2 separate regions of the Mus musculus genome follow, and region 2 is linked to region 1. The links are chromatin contacts, called in public Hi-C maps. All regions are on one chromosome and are shown on one strand. Each heading gives the region's core, a stretch centred on a gene start, on an enhancer-like site or on the middle of the called end of the contact. The rest is flanking DNA. Distances are from core to core; before and after follow the strand shown. Region 1 overlaps Mpdz (multiple PDZ domain crumbs cell polarity complex component). Region 2 overlaps Mpdz (multiple PDZ domain crumbs cell polarity complex component).

Region 1 (6,905 bases), core at 1,471-3,970:
TTGTTGAGTATTTTATAGTGCCCATCTGAAAAAATACTTATGTACATTGTAAGCAATGGAAATAGCGCAGTTCTGTCATTGCCAAATTTCTTAGCATAATAAAATTACTTATATTTCTATATATTTTAATGAGTAAACTATTTAAGTTATTTATTCATTATTTATATTTTATACTGTCAAAATTAGTATTATTCTGCCCTTACACAGAATGATTCTCTGCGTCTCACCTCTTGTTCTGATGAATGAATATTAGGACATACAACCTTATAGTCATGTGCAAGAGAGACCGCAAAGGCATGGTTTCCTGGGACTATGATATAGCCTTCTCAGCACTGCATGCCATCAGTATGTGCTTCATGTGCACTGCAGGCCTCTGTGAGACCCAGCCAGAGCTTGGTGGGCTCAGTGCATGTGTTCCAGGCCTTGCACTAGGACTTGTAATGTCCTGAGTGGGAAAGTGGCCCTACCTGGTTTCGAATCTTGTGGTCCTCTCAGTTCCCGAGTTTGCCTGCCTTTTATCAATCTCAACATGATTTAGTATGTATCAATTGCTTCACTTTCCAAACTGATGCTTCCCCCCTCCCTTAAGTCCCTATGTCAAATGAAGTATTTTCCACCCTCATACCTAGAGGATCCTAATTAGCAATAGAATATTGTGTGTCAAAGAAGAAACAAAAGGTCGGTTTAGAATCCTGCTTTGACCCAAGCATGTGTGTTCCATGGCAGGGGCCTGCTGACTCGCTGGGACTCAGCATTGCTGGAGGAGTGGGCAGCCCGCTCGGAGATGTCCCTATATTTATTGCGATGATGCACCCAAATGGTGTTGCAGCTCAAACACAAAAACTCAGAGTAAGTTTTCCTACTAACTGTAGTGGCTCTAGCAAACCTAGCAGGCATTTCCACCTCTCAGCCTAACCACCTACAGCCAGGAGGTTCTCAGGGTTTAAATCTGCCTTTAAACAGCAAGCCAAGTCATGGATGAGCTTGCTTTAAGTGAAAGATCAAGAATAGCAAAAGGGAATATGATGTGATCAGATGCAAGATTTAAGGACATTGCAACTTTGGAACATATTACAGAGAAAACAAAGTGTGTTCCGAGCACAGTACAGAAGGAAACTTCTTTCATATGTATTATTGGTTTAAATGCTGACTTGACCATACCAAATTGGAACATGTTCCTTACTTACTTTATTATAAATTTTAACGAAGTTTAATGAAAATATGACTTCATGTACTGTAAAGCATACAGATTTGCTTCAAGGTTACAGGATGGCCCGATGCTGAACCATACTGTCAACAAAGTACACTTTACTGCAATAACTTGGCCTCTTGGAAGGAAAACCTTTTATGCCCAAGCTGTAAACAAGATATCCAAAAGAACCATATCTTAGATAAATAGCTTCAAGTTTGGGGATAACTCAGTACTTTTAAATTTATGATGGACACTGAGAAACTGATCATACCCTAGCGCCATAGGTTCAATTCACTTCCTATGAGAGAGCAGCGAAGGCTTAAACTGGGGCATAGGACTCTCTTGCAACTACTTGGCTCTGTCACAGGACAAGTAAGCATACTGTCTTCCAACCAAATTTGATTAACTGAAGTGGACACTGTGCCAACTTGGCTTTGCTGCCCTTAGTTTGCCAACCTCTGACTTATGGTCTCATCTAACATAGTGTTAATGTCCAGAGAAAATCTGGCTTGCAGATGGCACTGATACTTTATGGCTTTAATAAGTAATATCTTTCCCAGGAGAAAGAAGGACCGGGGACCAGGGAAGAGTGAGTTTTTTCTCATCACTTTTCCTTCCCCAGAACTATCAACTCCATCTCAGCTCTCTCTTTTGAAGTTGCTTCTTAGATTTGAGTTAGTGATCTCCTGCTATATTTCAGAAGCTGGTGGCAACTTAGGTGCACTGTGAGTGGTCTAAGACCACGTTAGCCTGTCAGCCCCAGCCCTCATCTGCATGCTGGCTACTTGTCTTGCAGGTTGGGGATAGGATTGTCACCATCTGTGGCACATCCACGGATGGGATGACTCACACACAGGCGGTTAACTTGATGAAAAATGCCTCAGGCTCCATTGAAGTACAGGTAAGGCTTTATCCCAAGCACTGTTCACAAGGTAGGTAGCCTGAGGACACAGGAGCTCTGGTGCTAGATAAAATCAATTCACTCTTCTGCTACTGGTTTACTTAATATATTCCTTGAACGACGCTGATTAAATCGAGCGCTCCAGGAAAGCATTATGAAGCAACACATTCTGTATCACTCCATCCTGGTGCCTTCATTATTTCATATTTTATATCTAAAGGGAAAAATACAGCACCCCTGCAGCCAATGATTGTTAGAATCCTGTGTGCTCTGTGAGTAGCATGTCTTCTGAAATCTCTGAAAAATGGTTGCAAATGAAGTCATGATTTGAAAACAAAGGAAATTGTAGAACTTACTTTAGGATATTTTTACTGTCTGCACATTTAAAAGGTACCTGGGCATTGTGAAGTGTCTTTGTTTCCAATAGTGTTTTAATCATTTCAGTGTTTAAGCAGTCAGTAAAAGCACTCATTTTAATCTAAGTTCATTTTTTGGAGCGATCTTTTGGGATCTCTCAGGCGAGGTGAATATACAGTTTCTCCTTTCACTGTGCCCACACACAGGTGGTTGCTGGAGGAGATGTGAGTGTGGTCACGGGTCATCAGCAAGAACTTGCCAATCCTTGTCTTGCTTTCACTGGGCTGACATCAAGCAGTATATTTCCGGATGATTTAGGGTGAGCAATATATTATCGGGTATATCATTTTTTCCTTTCAAACCAAATTGTTGAGAAAATTGCAGTCTCTGTCCCATGTTCCTGGCAATCACCCAGAGGTAAAATAAAGGGAGAGGGCGTATAAAGTAGAAAGTGCCAATGCTTTTAGTCAGCTTGTCAGTTGGGTGGGTTACAAACCACTGCCTGATCAGAGATGACTAGATTATAAATAGTTACCTAGTCAGGAATAAGTAGATTAAAGAGAGTTACCTAATCAGAGATGACTAGATTATAAACAGTTACCTAGTTACAGACGGGTGCATTAACGCCATGCCTGCTCAGAGATGAGTAGATTATAAATAGTTACCTAATCAGACATGAGTATACTACAAATAGCTCTTCACCCTACTACACTTCCTGGGTTTTCAGTTTTGATATTTTTGAGAGGACATCTTGCTCTTCTTCAATGAACTGTGATTGAAAATACTGAATATATTAGAAAACACACTAAATATAAAAGTATTAGAAAAGATAAAAGGTAAAGGGAGGCACATTTAAATTTTCAAGTTATTCAATGCTGCCCTTATCTTGTTCACAGTTGACTTTCCTCTCTGAAGTTGAGACTATCATTTATGATCCTACATTGTGGTTCTCTGAACTTTCATCCCCTCTCAATAAACTGGAAAAAGAAGGAGAGTTTCTGTGCTATGAAAGCATTCAATAAATAGCATCTTTCTTATCTGTAACATAGAGGATATACTATCTGTAGTTTGAATCAGGTAAAGCATAAAGCACAGAACCAAGTGAGTGTGTGTGTTTGTGACCTTTTTTTTTCTCCTTTCTTTTTCTGTAGCCCTCCACAGTCTAAGACCATTACGCTAGACCGAGGACCAGATGGCTTAGGCTTCAGCATTGTAGGCGGCTATGGCAGCCCTCATGGAGACTTACCAATTTATGTGAAAACAGTGTTTGCAAAGGTAAGCTTACAAGGTTTACCCATTCTGTTCCTTACTAGACATTAATTAACACTGGTCAGCAGCTAGCTTATTAGTTTAAGGCCTGACGTGACGCCAAATGGTTAACATTGATATTTTCTTTTGAAATCTCTGCAGGAACAGGTTATTAAATGTTTTTATCCTAATTGAGGTTTAGTTATGTTTAGAGAAAATTAGTTCAAATTGAAACTCCATGGAAACTCTCAGTGATATACATGAAACAATCGATGCAGCCTGTCCCTTCCATTGAATAGAAAGTCACACATGATTACCTTTTGAATATGGACTTTGATAATATATCTGCTGTCAAGAACTGGCATGTTTTCCTCCGTGTTCTTTTATAGTTGTGAAATCTAAAGTAGGTACAGAAAAATACACAAAATTAATCTCACATTATGACTAGGGTGTTTATACATTAATTTCATTGAAAAGAGAAAAAGAATTGAGGAGTAGTGAGCAGACCTGCTGTCTGTAATAAAGCATTATTTGCAATCAAGGGATTCAGTTACTTATGAAAAGAAAGCTCTGTGTATAGTTGTAATCATCCACTGAACCATCTTAAGAATGTTTAGAATAAGAATAAAGAGACTGTAATTTTGATGAAGTCATTAAAATAATAGAAATGCATATAATGGTTGGTAATGTGTTGTTAAGATCTATTTTCAAAGACTACAAATTTGAACAACGTTTCCTGCAGAAGAGAACTCAGAATCTCACATTTTACAGTGGAAAAGAACAGAGTGAACATCAGGCCTGTAAAGATTCCACTTGGGCTCTTTAAATGCTCCTTTATGTTATGGAAGTTTCTATTATTTTAGAAAAACACTACTATTTTCAACCAATTTAAAGTGCTGTTCTGTGGCAAACTAGCTGTAGGCTTAATTTGTAAGTTGTTTTTTTTTTTTTAAGTTATTGGTACATCCAAAAATACAGACAGCATTTGCCAATGAATAGAAGCGCCATGCAATCCTTTTCCTCGGCCTAGGAACAATTTATTTAAGGCATGCTAGTTAGAACATATTTTAAGAATTTCATCATTATACGCTCCTCATTAACTCTTCCATATTTTTAATCTTATATTTAATTGCATAATTATCGTCTATGTTCATGCCTGAGATGGAGTTCTTTTTTAAATAGTGATGTCTGTGTTTAATCATAATTATTTAGAGCCTATAGGAATAGGAAGACTCTCTTTTCCCTTGCAGTAAAAACCAAGACAGCTTGAGCAGTCTTTCTTTGCAAAGCTTAGAAAGAATGACACTTAGCAGTGCTGGGGGGCTCGTGTCTGAGCTGTGTGCTGGGATGGAACTCAGAGCCCGATTGATGCTGAACAAGCATTGCATGAGCGGTGTCTCCCCAGACCAGCACTGGCTTTTAAATTCTCACTCTGCCTTACCCTGATCAGCCTCTATGTGGGCTTTCTGGCTCAGCAAACCTGTGGACTCTCAAGTCTCCATAGCTTTGTTTGATGAGGCTGCTTTTGTTCTCCCTGATCCTTTGTCTTTCTGTAGGCCCTCTTTATAGTCTGAAAAAGCCTCCGTTTCTGTGAAATCATTCCTGTTAGGCAGATGCCCAAATATTCTTTATTAATTTTAGTTGCCACCAATTGCTGTCCTAAACAGCCAAAAAAAAAAAAAAAAAAAAAAAAAAAAAAAAAAAAAAAAAAAAAAAAAAAAAATTCCAGCTACTCTGTTGACTGCTAGCTAACTTCACTACCAGATTGGAATGTCAGTGTTAAACCAATTTGGAAGAAGGACCTCTTTTTTTTAAGTATGTTCATCATGTCTGATGGTATGGGGCACCGGGAGCCATGTATGTGTACATGCAGAGCAATTTGCATTCTTCTTTGGCTCTTTTTCTTTGTGTGTGGCTGAGTTCTTTCACAAGTAAATAAGCCTACTTTATACTTGCAGGGAGCAGCAGCAGAAGATGGGCGTCTAAAAAGGGGCGATCAGATCATTGCTGTCAATGGGCAAAGTCTAGAAGGAGTGACCCATGAAGAAGCTGTTGCCATCCTCAAGAGGACAAAGGGCACCGTCACCCTCATGGTTCTCTCTTGAAGTGACTGCCAGAGCTGAAGCAGCCCAGCCACTGGCTCCCCTCCTACTGTAACAGAGAGGACCTGTTTGTATGCTGTGTTGGTCGGAGAAAACTACAGTAGGGAGGCGAGAAACAGAGTGTTTGTTACTCACAGCCAAGCATCATTTTTCCTTTACTCTGCATTTCATGATCATATACTCAAAAAGAAGAGATATTTGCATAGATAAACCTCAGTTTTATCTCGACAATATCTAACAATTTAAGGTCACGTGGACAAAATTATTATATGTTCATCTTGTTAGTGTGGAAACAAAATGATACAAAGTTAGGCAATTAGGTTAAAGATGGAAATTTAGAAAAAAAGAAGACAGTTTTGAGTTTTATAGGACTTCTTCAATCCAGCAGTCCAAAAGAAGAAAAGAAAGTGCTTGCAATACTTTTGAATAGTCTACTGTTTTAAAATTGTGACATATTGGTCCTACTTACCTCTAATGCATATTTTTCTGCTAAAATTGTTTAGCAGTCCTTGTAAGCTTTAAAAAGAAATTCCTGTTTAGTGCATATCTCGGTGTTTGTTTTCAGTTTTAACCTGCTATATTTTCATGTTGTTATAGGTAAAGTGCTGATGCTACCCTGTGTTGGCTAGAGTTCTAGGAAACATCCATGTAGCCATGGGAGACAGAGAAGGAGCCCAGAGTGTTCTAATGCTGATGTAGCAGACTGATACTACGTGGAAAACATGTTACTGTACCATGCTATTGTTTTTCCATTAGTATTAATCTTAATGACATAGAAAAAGACAGCGTGTTAGTAATTATTTTGGTTGTATGCCATTAGTAAATTGACAGAAAAATTAAGGGGGTTAATGTAACTTCATCTCACTGCTGTATATTAACATCTTACAATACAATAGTCTAAGACTGAGGGAAACAGATGGGGCTGTTTACTGAGACAACTGGTGAGGAATTATGTGTTCAATCCCATTTTAGAGCGTGAAACTCCTACATTAGAATAGATAAAGTCACTTTAAATACTATCTATATTTGTAACAGAAGTCGTATACATATATTTTATTATAGCATTCTTGTGTAAATGCAGAATTAAAGTGAATAAATAAGTTTC
Region 2 (6,464 bases), core at 816-3,315, 140 kb before region 1:
ATCAGCATGTGAAGTACTTATGAAGTTAAGTTTCTTTGACTTTGGAGTAAGTTTAGAATTAATAAATTCTGCATTTATTGTAGGAATCCAGAAGGATTTATAGCTGTGAATGTGAAAATAAACTTGCATTCAGGAATGCTTTTTTGATCAGGGCCTAAAAAATGAGGGAGATAGTTCAAAGGAGGAGATGCTAGTCAAAGTCTGCTTGCAACTACTGGGCAGCTGTGGTGTGGGTAGATGCTGTGCTGCGTCCCTGCTTTGGAGACAGCAGTTCAGTAGTGTTACCCCAAAGTAGGAATTATTAATGAAAGTGTCCATTTTGCCATCACAAACACTTGCAGATATGACAAACTACCCGTGAGAGATTATATCCTGGCTTTTGTCTGCTAGCTTCAGGAAGTGCTGAGGCTAGCTGTGAAGGGAACAGAGGCTAAATTTAAATGCAGTGACAGATGCTGAGCTACCCTGATGAGATTTTACTATCTTATATTTACTTATGCTGTAGTAAGAATTGAGTATAATAACTATAAAAGTGTGAGCATTTCCTGAAGCTCCTCCTCAGAATTATTTCTGTCTGTGCTGGTTAGACTTTTTTTGTTTTTTTTTTTTTTGGGGGGGGGGTCATCAATTTGACAGACTAGGGAAAAGCAGGCAAAAAGTACCTCAGTTGTAAAACTGCCTTTGTCAAACTGGTCTGTAGCAAGCCCATATAGTATTTGTTTGTTTGCTTGATGATCGATGCCAGTGGGCCCAGCCTAGTGTGGGTGAGGGCATTCATGGGCAGGTGGTTCTATATTGTGTGAGAGCCAGCTGAGTGAGCCAGGAAGAGTAAGCCAGTAGGCAGCATCCCTCCATGGCCTGGGTTCCAGGTCTGCCGACTTTCCTTCATGATGGACTATAACCTACAAAATGAAATAAACCCCTTCTTTCTCTCCAGATTACCTTTGGTCATGGTGTTTTCATAGCAAACAGAGAGCAAACTAAAGTGCTAGAGCAAAGCAGTTGTTTTGTTGTTGTGTTGGTTTGTTTATTTGCTAGTTGCTGTGACATCTGTGTATTTAGAATGATTTACTGTTTGAATTGCCGACTCTTTGCTGCATACGTGTGTGCCTGCATACTTCCAGAACAGCTTGCCAGAGAGCAAATTGGCCAGTTAGTACATGCTCCTCAACAAAACCAAATATTCAGTTTATCTTTCATTCCTTGCAGAAAAAAAAAAATAGTGTTATCAACCCATTGTTGGGCAATGAAATGGTCACAGGGAAAGTCTTCAGAGACTTATTAAGGATCAACGAACTGTCATAATAGAAGTTAACAGAAAACACATAGGCCTAAGATTATAAATGATGTTTTAGTATTACTATTCCTAAGCAAATGCAAAGATAACCAGATTGTCAATAAAATGATCAGTTAAACTTGAATTTTAGATTTTAATACAAATATCACTGGAGATATATCTACACACACATACACACACACACACACACACACACACACACACACACACACACACACTAAGAAAGTAGTAATTTTCCTGTAGCTCAAATTTGAATAGGCATTATGTTTATATTTGTTCATTCTGGAAGTCTAGATGTACTTAGTCAAGATGCAAAACTAAAGAAGAATGCAGCAATCCAGCGCTTTCTTCTCTCCCCTCTGGCCTGACCATGATTCACTGTGAACAGTTTTGTAAAATCCATGGAAATAGTTTTTTATAAATATGCAGTTTTCTAGTTCTTACAAGTTTATTTCTTTCAATTTCTACCTACAATGGATTTTATGTCCTCTCATTTTATAGAGGTAGTTGTACCTTAATACACCATCTCATACATTCTCTTTTAAACAATTGATACCTCTACCAAGTGTATATTCAGGACAATATAGAAAATAGGAGATAGAAGATGAGTTCAGAGGTTCATATTTCTTATCCTTAGTAGGCTGAGGGAATTGGATTAAGAGCTTGAAGACTACATAATAAGATTAAGGGCAGTCTGGACTGCATAGTGAGCCCTGTCTAAATAAGTAGGGCCAGTGTGATAGAGTGTAGACTTGGAAATCCGGCAGAGGGGATTTCAAGTCCAACTTACCCCACTTAAGGGCTCTGTGACTCTGTGATGATCTTGCACTGTCCTTGCCTGGAAGATGGGAGAACAGTCTGTAGGACACTGAAGGAACACTCTGTCAGGCACTGGAGGAGCACTCTGTCAGGCACTGAAGGAGCATTCTGTCAGACACTGGAGGAGCACTCTGTCAGGCACTGAAGGAGCACTCTGTCAGGCACTGGAGGAGCACTCTGTCAGGCACTGAAGGAGCACTCTGTCAGGCACTGGAGGAGCACTCTGTCAGGCACTGGAGGAGCAGTCTATGGGGCACTGAAGGAACAGTCTGTCAGGCACTGGAGGAGCCCTGTCAGGCACTGAAGGAGCAGTCTGTCAGGCACTGGAGGAGCACTCTGTCAGGCACTGAAGGAGCACTCTGTCAGGCACTGGAGGAGCACTCTGTCAGGCACTGAAGGAGCACTCTGTCAGGCACTGGAGGAGCACTCTGTCAGGCACTGGAGGAGCAGTCTATGGGGCACTGAAGGAACAGTCTGTCAGGCACTGGAGGAGCCCTGTCAGGCACTGAAGGAGCAGTCTGTCAGGCACTGGAGGAGCAGTCTGTAGGACATGGAAGGAACATGAGGATCACTTATTTCAGACACTATGAGGATCCTTGTCTTCAAGATGTGTCTTCCCAATTCCAAATCTATTGAGTGATGATTAATGTGCCCAGTGTTTCAGAGTGTTTGATTATTAAAATAACTTTAGATCCATTTGTATATAACCTGATGGTGCTATGATCATAACTAGAACTTATGGATGGTTGCTAGTGGGTAGCCACTACTTCTATGGGTTTCTCAGTGTTGGGGGATTTAGTTTAAAATGGAACAGCTACATTTTTTTTTATTATTTACTTATTACTAGTTATACGAGTACACTGTAACTGACTTCTGACACACACCAGAAGAGGGCACCCGATCCCATGACAGATGGTTGTGAGCCACCATGTGGTTGCTGGGATTTGAACTCAGGACCTCCGGAACAGCAATCAGTGCTCTTAACCGCTGAGCCATCTCTCCAGCCCAACAGCTACATTTTTAAACATTAATACAAACAGGTATACTTTATCATGAGGAGTTTTTAAAATATTGAATTTTAAAATTGATTTGCTTTAAATATATGAACATCACATAAGATGAATGTTATCTTTCTTTGACAGGACTACTGATGGGTTCTAAAAATACATAGATCCAACTGGATCAGATTCTTATGGGCAGTTGGTTGTGTTGAATGTCTGTACCAGTCTACTTAATTTTTGACTTCATTTAGACTGAATATAGTTTTCTTCATTGGTTAACCTCTATAGCTATGCTGGTTAGTTACTTGTTGTTGTTAGTTTTATATTCAACTTGACATAAACAAGAGTCATCTAGGAAGTGGAAGCCTCAATTGAGAAAATGCCTTCAGTGGATTGGCTAATATGTATGTCTGTGGGGTCCTTTCTTCACTAATACTTGATGTGCGAGTGTCCAGCCCACTGTGAACTGTGCTACCCCTGGGCAGATGATGGTTCTGCATTGTATAAGAAAGCAGTCAGTCTTAAGAACAAGAAAGTAAGCCTGATTCTTCTATTTTCTGTGTCCAAGTTCCTGCTTTGGTGCACAGTCCTTCAGTGATGGATTATGTTGGGGAAATGTGAACCTAACAAGCCCTGTTCACCCCAAGTACGTTGTGGTCAGTGTTGTATCATAGCAACAGAGAATAAGGCAGGAGAGAAGGCAGTGGGTCTCATGGCAATTTTACCATTGAAAAAGAGAAAAAGTTGTGAGATGAATTTTTCTCCTTTGAGGAGCAGCATTTTGTAACATTTGAACTGTGCACTCTGGAGCCAGATGGTGTGTGTTGAGATCTTGGCTTCATACTGGTGATGTCACCCGAGACAAGGGACTTATCTTTGGTCTGCTTCCTCTGTTGGTGAGTGGACAGTGAGGATTAGGAGAATAGTTGAACAGTGTACTCTGAATGCTGCCCAGCACACTGTGATTGCACTGGGGATAGCTCTTCCATTCACCTCCCTCTCACCTTCAAGCCCTTCCCTTCTTACATCTCAACATTATATGTTACTGTTGCAACTAGTGGGAACATTTTAAAATCATTTCTTTGCAGCATATGAAACAAACTGTTACATTTAAGTCAATACCATTTTAGTAAAAAGAATTATAATAGCACCAAGCACTTTTCAGTCTTTAGATTTTTTTTTTTTTTAAAGATTTATTTATTGATTATTTGTAAGTACACTATAGCTGTCTTCAGACACTCCAGAAGAGGGAGTCATATCTCGTTATGGATGGTTGTGAGCCACCATGTGGTTGCTGGGATTTGAACTCTGGACCTTCGGAAGAGCAGTCGGGTGCTCTTACCCACTGAGCCATCTCACCAGCCCCAGTCTTTAGATTTTATTAAAACATAATGACTCCATTTTATTTCCTTTCTCTACAGAATGTCCTTTTAGTTGGTGTTTGGCATCATTATAGAGTACACTGAACCTTGAAGATGTTGGAAACCATAGGTAAGACTTCTCTTTTCTCCCTGTTTTTGTTAGAAATGAGCATGCATCTGCCGTTTTTATGGTATGCTATTCTTTATATAGTCACAGTAAATTGGATTTAAATTTCTGATCCAGTAGCGTTGAACTAGGTAGTGGATTTCTCTATTCGTGCAGTTTTATCCACATTGTTACCAAAAAAATCATTCAAAATAAATACATGCGAGAGTCTACAAATTATGTTTAATAAGCTTAATAGAAGCTCTACTCTGTTTTATGAACCTATTTATGACATTTGGGTGTCACTAGAAATCTGAACAGTAATTTAATACTAAAACAGGATTGTTATTCTCACTTGTATTTATGTAGGTAAAGCGCTGCCCAATAGGGCAGTAATTGTACCTCAGATTCCAGTGAAAATAGTTTAATTTCTGCATGAGATAATTTTGCCTGAGATGGGATTACTATCTGCATGTTACTACACTCTTCCCCACACTGCAGTGTGGGGCAGTGTTGTAGAGACAACTGATTGTAGAAAGCTGTGTCAGGTATGGCACATACTGCAGAGCTCACCGGTCAGCACTGTGCCTTCCCCAGGTAGCTCTTGGGAGCCTGAGTACTGAAAGGCATGTACAGTTCACTCTGACACCTCAGCAGTTGCCAGTTTTGAGGGAATGGGACAATAAAAGGAAAAGGAGCTGTTGTGACATTTGACATCTGACTCCATTCCTACTCTGATCATAAAATTCTGTGTGGCTACATTTTCTATGTCTCATTCTGCATTGAAATCTTAGGCCATAAAAACTGTTGGGACACATCGGGAAGTTCCTTGTAATGCAGGAGAAGGAAAGGGAAAGTGTGGCTTCCATTCAGACAGTGCTTTCAGGATTTCCTCCTGTTAGCAGTTGCTAAGTAGCATCACCCTCTAAGGATCAATGTGCATCTTAGTAATAGGCTTGTGTTCTGACTTACCATGGAAAATGTGATAGAGAACAAACAGAGTTCTCACGTGCATCTTTATCAATCTTTGCTTAGAATTTCTGAAAGAACTTTAACTTGTTTGTGTGTATGTACTCATGATCAATATAATATTTCATCACCCAGTGTCTGTGGAATGCCAGATGTCTCTAGTGGTGAACCCCTCTTTTCTGATTACTGTCATATACATGTAATATTGCATACAATGTACATGCAGTAGATGTTTATGCTGTCATCATGACTGTACTAGAACATATTTGAAGAATCTCCATTTGAAAAAAAAACCCAAAATTGGCTTCTAAAGTATAAGAACCTGTGTTTTTATAATTCAGAAATGTGTTGAAATTGACTGTAGAAGCATGTATGTAAGGTGGTAGGCCTATCAGAGCATAGTCAACATGCTCACTTTCATAAGATGTCTAGCCGTCATCTGAGTTATTGGTTTAAAGCATTTATAAATATGCTGTTTAATTTTAGGGTAAAATATTCCAAGGGTTGAAATAGTACCTTGAAATGTCCATTATCTAGGATTCTGAAATTATCTAGTGTAGAATACTTAAGTTTTTAATACATGGAATTATTGTACTTTGGATGTAATTCATCACTCACAGCCACATCCACTTACTAATGGGTTAATTATCAATTTTATTATACATAAATACAAGTTTGTTTATCTTTTTAAAAAAGAAGAGATTAGATTTTTAAGGCCATGCAAGGCTTTATGCTGTTTTCACGGGGCTGGAAACATCTGGCGCCAAGCTCAGTGACACATCGTTTGCATCAGTTTCTGGGGCTTTACAACTGTTTGCTTAAGCATATACTATACCCTGTTCCTGCTTTTAAATGAACTTCACTGTAAGAAACTTAAATATGTATAGTGATAGATTTTAGTCTTCCTTTAG

What was found. A called contact is a pair of places that touch in the nucleus more often than the background predicts.
Region 2: a contact with region 1 is called in a Hi-C map of rod photoreceptor, with 3 times the contacts expected there. The contact joins two enhancer-like sites. A contact is called at or near these places in 2 of 484 Hi-C or Micro-C datasets (rod photoreceptor and uterus) and 2 of 9 other capture datasets (adipose tissue and liver).

The regions. Positions count from the first base shown.
Region 1 is chr4:81,278,521-81,285,425 of GRCm38.p6, reverse strand. Mpdz (multiple PDZ domain crumbs cell polarity complex component) reads left to right here. Exons shown (of 47, transcript NM_010820.3): 43 at 727-849; 44 at 1,989-2,093; 45 at 2,657-2,769; 46 at 3,602-3,725; 47 at 5,657-6,905. The coding sequence ends at 5,803. Among named protein-coding and RNA genes, the nearest start is that of Gm25803, 56 kb to the left of the region's middle. Within about 2 kb of position 2,720, at least 13 of the 459 cell types and tissues checked have an H3K27ac peak or open chromatin away from gene starts, as enhancers often do. A contact at or near this core is called in rod photoreceptor, where this site is marked.
Region 2 is chr4:81,419,317-81,425,780 of GRCm38.p6, reverse strand. Mpdz (multiple PDZ domain crumbs cell polarity complex component) reads left to right here. Exons shown (of 47, transcript NM_010820.3): 2 at 4,539-4,608. The coding sequence starts at 4,593. Among named protein-coding and RNA genes, the nearest start is that of Mpdz, 20 kb to the left of the region's middle. Within about 2 kb of position 2,065, at least 8 of the 459 cell types and tissues checked have an H3K27ac peak or open chromatin away from gene starts, as enhancers often do. A contact at or near this core is called in rod photoreceptor, where this site is marked.